Linked DNA regions of Mus musculus: region 2 is linked to region 1. The links are chromatin contacts, called in public ChIA-PET maps. All regions are on one chromosome and are shown on one strand. The core of a region is the stretch at or near the end of the contact, and the rest is flanking DNA. Distances in the headings are between cores, read along the strand shown.

Region 1 (2,777 bases), core at 134-2,633:
TGTGTTCCCCTGGCAGGTGGTGGGGAGAAATTCTAGATGGATTAGAATCCTGGGCCCAAATCCAGGATTTTCCACTTCTTACTAAGTACTTCACTCTGCATTGACTTTTAAAGAAAAGAAAGCTTGGAGACTAGAGTCTTAAACTGAGTCTTGGACGAAGTGCAAATTTGTAGGAAGATATTACTCTTAGAGCCTCTCTGTCACTCTTTGGAGCTGACCTAAAGGAGCCAGTGGGTCAGACATTGAAAAACCTTCCCGTGCGACAGCACTGCACCCAGCTGTTTCCCGATCAACGAAATATAACTTCCTTTCTTTCTGATTACTTTTCCTTTTCAAATGAAGTGCTTTTTCATTTGACAGAATTAATGAAATCATAATTTCAAATGACAGTTAAACCAAAGTGCTTTTTTTCATCTTCAGGAATCCTGTTTTTAAGTTCAATAAACAAAAAAGCTTCAAGAGAAAAAAAAATTCTACAAGTTTGTTCTTTCTTCTTTCCATCACTTAAGAATATTAAAATCCTCATAAGTGTATAGTTGTGGGGTTTGAGAGTTGCAAGGTCACTGCTGTTACAGACAATACATAATTTATAGACAGTCTGTGCTGTTTCTAGGGGAGGCTGTCATGGACTTCCAGACACTGGCAACGTTAAATGAAATAAAGGAGTTTCTTCCCAATTCTAAAGGCTGGAGGTCTGAAAGCAGAGCATCCGTGGGGTTGGGGTTCTCTCCTAGCTTTAGGCCTTGGTGTTCTAGATGACTACAGACTCTGCCATCTCTGCATGCCACTGTTGGACATGGCAGTCACTCTGTGTGTGAGTCTCGTTGTAGCATTTCCCATGTACATCCAGGGTTTTTTGGTTTTTTTTTTTGTCCTGTCCTTTTCCTCCAGTGACATCAGTTGTATTGCACTGAGACCCCACTCTAGTCTGCTGTGATCTGTCTTTGTGTGTTTGTGTGTATGTGTGCGTGCTGGTGTGTGTGTACATCCATGAGGATATGTGTATGTACATGTGTGTGTGCTTATGTGTGTATGTCCACAAGTACATGCATATATGTATGCAGGTGCACAGACACATGTGTGCACATGGATGTGGAGGCTAAGGGGTTACCATGGGCATCATTCCTTGGATGCTATAGATTTTTGGATTTCTTCTACATTTTAGTTTTATTATTAAATTATTATTGGAGAATTTCATACATATATACAACCTATTATGGTCATACCCACTGCATATTTTCTCTCCAAAGCTCCTGTGATCTCCCTAATACACCCCTCCCCCAACTTTATGTCTTCCTTTTTTTCTTTTTGATATCCTACTGAGTCGATGACTGTTGCTTGTGTATGACTAGATGTGGGAGCATCCCTTGGAGCATCAGTAACCTACTGGTAACCTCCAGAGAAAAAGTAGTCGCCCTCCCCAGAAGCTGACAGTTGCCCATGGGTTCTCAGCTCAGGGGAGGGCATCCAGACTAGCTCAATCATGTTTAGGACTTGGACCTGGGTCCTTCTCTCTTCATCCTCAAGTCTAGAGTTATAAACACCTATCATCACTCATTTGTGTTTTAACATGAATGCTGAGTAATTCCCCCCACCAAGGATATATGAACAAACATCTGCTCACCCTAAATACAAGGGCACTGACAAAGCAAAAAACAATTCTGCCAAAATCTAACACAACAACTATCGGGATCACCAGGTACAGCCTTTCTCCACAGAGGCTGGAGATCTAAACTTTGGTCCTAATGCTTATCTAGCAAGCACTTTATCAACTGAGCCAGCTCTCATGTGTTCTGTGTATTGCTTATACCCAGTATGAGCTTATTTGTAAATAAAGGCCAGATGTGAGGGGCTGAAGTGCCTCTTTGTTGAGGGCAGAGGGCTTAGTTCAATCTACACAACCACCTGAAGCTAAAAGCAGAAGATAATAGGGCAGAGGTATTACAAAGCCTTTAACTTCAACAAGGAGAGATCAGCTTGGACCTGCTTGGGACCTGGCATAGCCAGTACCTTAAACAACTAACTGCAGGTAGCTGTAGTTTGTAGCAGAAGAAGCAGCTGGAGACCCCTGGATAGCTCAGAGACATTTTTTCTAACTTGCATAATCAAAACAAGCAAACCAAAGGGCCTCTGTCTGCAAGTCATTGGGTCCCTTTGTCACATGCAGAGTTCAAAGTCTTCATCTCAGTTACTTCTCTGAGGCTGTGATATGATACACTAACAAAAGCAGCACGAGAGACAGAGGCATCTTCAGCTCACAAGTAAAGCTCACTGTGATAGAGAAGTCATGGCAACAGGAACTCAGAGCAGTTTCTCACACCCTGTCCACACCCAGGAGGCTCAGGAAGATGTGGGAATGCTTCCAAGCACTTCAGCTTCTTGTTCTATTGCCTGCAGCCCAGGGAATGGTCCTGCTCTCAGTCTAGATGGGTCTTCTCCATGCCAGTGAAGGTGATCAATTGCATCCCTAAAGGCTTGCCTCTTGGGTGATTCTAGATTCTGTCAAGGCCAGTGGTCACAGGGGTATTTCCCAGGTACACCACAGGTACAAGGGACAGTGACCCAGAGGCGTCAGTGGGGTCCATGAAAATGCAGGGAGGTAACTGGGAGGCTGCGGTTGGGCTTTGCTCACTTGGCTTACAGCAGAACTAGCCAGCAACTCCCTGGTTCCCATCTCAAACCTTGTAGTGACTTAATTAGAAAGATGTTTACATGTTTGCTTTTATTCTAACACTACAGCTAATTATTTCCCAGCACTGCTTGTACTTCACAGTGTG
Region 2 (2,777 bases), core at 153-2,652, 370 kb before region 1:
TGTGCGCACCCTCCTCTGTTGTCTCAGTCCATCTGAGAATGCCACTGAGACACAGAGTCCCTGGGGACCACCTGGAGCTTGGTTCCCAGACATAGCCAGGAGACTCTGGGTGCGGTAAAACCATTGTGTTGCTGCTAGTAACAGTTTGGCCACAATATTCTCCCTCGCTACTATGCCTTTATGTCCTCCCATGCGGTTATAACTTAGAACAATTTCTGCTCCAGAAAGAAACTGCATAACTGGCTTCTTTTTAAATATACATTTTTTATTTTTAGCCATTTGAACTTTTAAAAAATCGTGCATATGGCTGTTGGATTGCAGATATACTGTTCCTGCCTACTCACACTGGTGGCGTGAGATAAAAGAGCACTCTTCTAGGAACTTTCAGAAAAACCCACATTCAATGACAGGCTGAGTCTAAACGACAGTGTTTGTGGTCCTGATAATGGTTATCCAGTTTGCAGCTGTGCAGAAAGGCTATTGTTCTCACTGCCGCTTGGGGTCCTGGGATGTGCGGCAGATGCCAGGGAGGCTGAGTCTGAAAACATAGCCTCAGAAGAACGGGTCCACTCACTCCCATAAACTTTTAAGTTCCAATAGAAATTGAAATGAAAGAGGAAGTTTTATGAGTGTAGTTAGCAAAGGCTAGGCTCAGAGAAATGAGAAGGCAAACTGTCTTGTAAACAATGTGCAATTTGAATTGGAATCAGCCTCGGCGGTTTTCCTTATAGACTCTGCGCGTTCCTCTCGAGGAGCCTATTCCACCCAGAGCAGTGATGGACAGTAACACTTATTTTTATGTGAGCAGTAATCTAAAACTTCCTTATTTACCAGGCTTTCTTGGGCATTTTACAACATTTGTAATAGTTCTGTGAGTTTATCTTTTCTTTGAAATGGTTTTGTGGCAATAAAAGAAAACTCTTTTAACAGTTTCTCCTAATCTGTTTTCTCAGCTGTATAATCAGGCAAAAGCGCCAGTATCCACTTAGGAGAAATTTCTGTTTTCAGTTTCTGCATTCTTCCTGGCATCTCTGTGACTCATGTTGCTGGAAGACCCTTTTAGAAAGATTTCTTTGCATGGGCAAAACTGTAATGAAACAAAACCCTACAGTTAAGTTTTCAGAACACTTGAAGACTCTGAGTTGTAATCACTCCTGTTTCCACCAGAACGAGGCTGTAAATTCCAACACCATGAAGTGTCACAGATTTCTGTGCGTCCGGTTTCTTTCACCCCCTGATGATATTTTCCTGATAGCATTATACTGGATAATGACCACCCTTGCTAACATGAAGCTGGAGTGAAGTGCAACAGTTGCTGATATAGCATCTTCATAGTGCTTGTCCCCTTTGCTTGGTATCTCTGTGAAGGAACAAAACCCCATAGGCTTCTTAGGGAGCTGTCCCCTCATGGTGGTCCTGATTTGTGTGGTGGCTGCTGGGCAAAGAAAGTTTCCATTCCAGCATGGAGAACAGAACTCCAAAGCAAGCCTGGGTGGTAGCAATCTGCAGGAAAGCAAACCTTAAATGTATTGTCCTGGTTCTTGGATCTCAACATTACACCCTTCTAATAAATAAATAAATAAATAAATAAATAAATAAATAAATAAAGTAATATATATAATAAATATAATATATTACATTATGTAATAAATACACACACACACACACACACACACACACACACACACACATATATATATATATATATATATATATATATATATATATATATATATATAATATACCTAATATGTTAGGTATATTATGTTTCCCTACTTTTGATCAAATTGAAAATATAAAAACATATATCTCTGGATAAAAAAATCAAAACTAATCTTGGCTCATTTTACTCCGTTCACACTGGATACAAAGAAGGCAGTGGGGGGGGGGGGGCTAATGAAGCTGCTGCGAGCTCCTTTCTAGGGAATAAAGGGAAATAAAGGTACATTAAAGTTCCCAAAGGAGCCTGCCAGTTGTGGGTATGTTCTAGAATAAAGAAGCCAGCAGCTGAAGGGCGGGGAAATGTGATAGGTCTTGCTTTGTGTTAGGCTCCAGGTTCCTCAGTGTTTTGTCATACAGTGCTTCAAGAAAAAAACATGTTCACTTATCAGAAATGGCATCCCCTTGATTTATGATCTGGTCAAGTCCTCCTTCGTAAGCTCCATGAATTTGTCCAACCAAAGTAAAAAAAATGCAAGAAAGTGCAACCGGGTCTGGCATGTATAAATGCATGCTGGCTGTGTGTGTGTGTGTATACACATACTTCAAACAGCTCAGAAATAATAAATCAAGTGCTCCGTCAATGCCAGCTGAATAAACTGGTTGCAAATGATCTGACAATGGACTTATTGATTAGAAATCCAAGGGTTGACATTTGGAATATCTCTGTTTAGTTCCCAGGAAAGGGTGGGACTCTAGATGCTTCCATCGTGGTGTTCTAGCAGTGTCTCACAAAACTCAGCCGCTTCCAACCATGGTTAATTATCCCGGAGTCACTCAGATCTCTCTCTGGTGTTACTGTATTAAGCCTGCTCTGCTGGGAAAGCAACCATATATATAGCTGGTGCTTCTGCAAGTGCTGGGTCAGGCCTACCTCTATAGTACTTCTCCAAGGTAAAAAGAAAGTCAGTGCTAATTACAGTGTGTCTAACACTCTCAGGTCTTTACCATGTTTAGATGGAAGCACACAGGTGATACAGTCTCTTTTTTTTTCAAGGTGAGTCCATTAGTGGACTTACTGGGCACCTTTACTCAGTCTTCTCTGGTTTTGTAAAATA

The links. ChIA-PET counts read pairs in DNA pulled down with a chosen protein or histone mark.
Region 2: an SMC1A ChIA-PET map of the G1E-ER4 cell line shows a contact between it and region 1, with 6 read pairs. The contact joins two enhancer-like sites. A contact is called at or near these places in 1 of 15 datasets of contacts at CTCF or cohesin (the G1E-ER4 cell line) and 1 of 484 Hi-C or Micro-C datasets (uterus).

The regions. Positions count from the first base shown.
Region 1 is chr1:125,942,512-125,945,288 of GRCm38.p6, reverse strand. All of the region lies in intron 16 of Nckap5 (NCK-associated protein 5), which reads left to right. Among named protein-coding and RNA genes, the nearest start is that of Lypd1, 32 kb to the right of the region's middle. Within about 2 kb of position 1,383, at least 1 of the 459 cell types and tissues checked has an H3K27ac peak or open chromatin away from gene starts, as enhancers often do. A contact at or near this core is called in the G1E-ER4 cell line, where this site is marked.
Region 2 is chr1:126,315,691-126,318,467 of GRCm38.p6, reverse strand. All of the region lies in intron 5 of Nckap5 (NCK-associated protein 5), which reads left to right. Among named protein-coding and RNA genes, the nearest start is that of Gm35562, 270 kb to the right of the region's middle. Within about 2 kb of position 1,402, at least 23 of the 459 cell types and tissues checked have an H3K27ac peak or open chromatin away from gene starts, as enhancers often do. A contact at or near this core is called in the G1E-ER4 cell line, where this site is marked.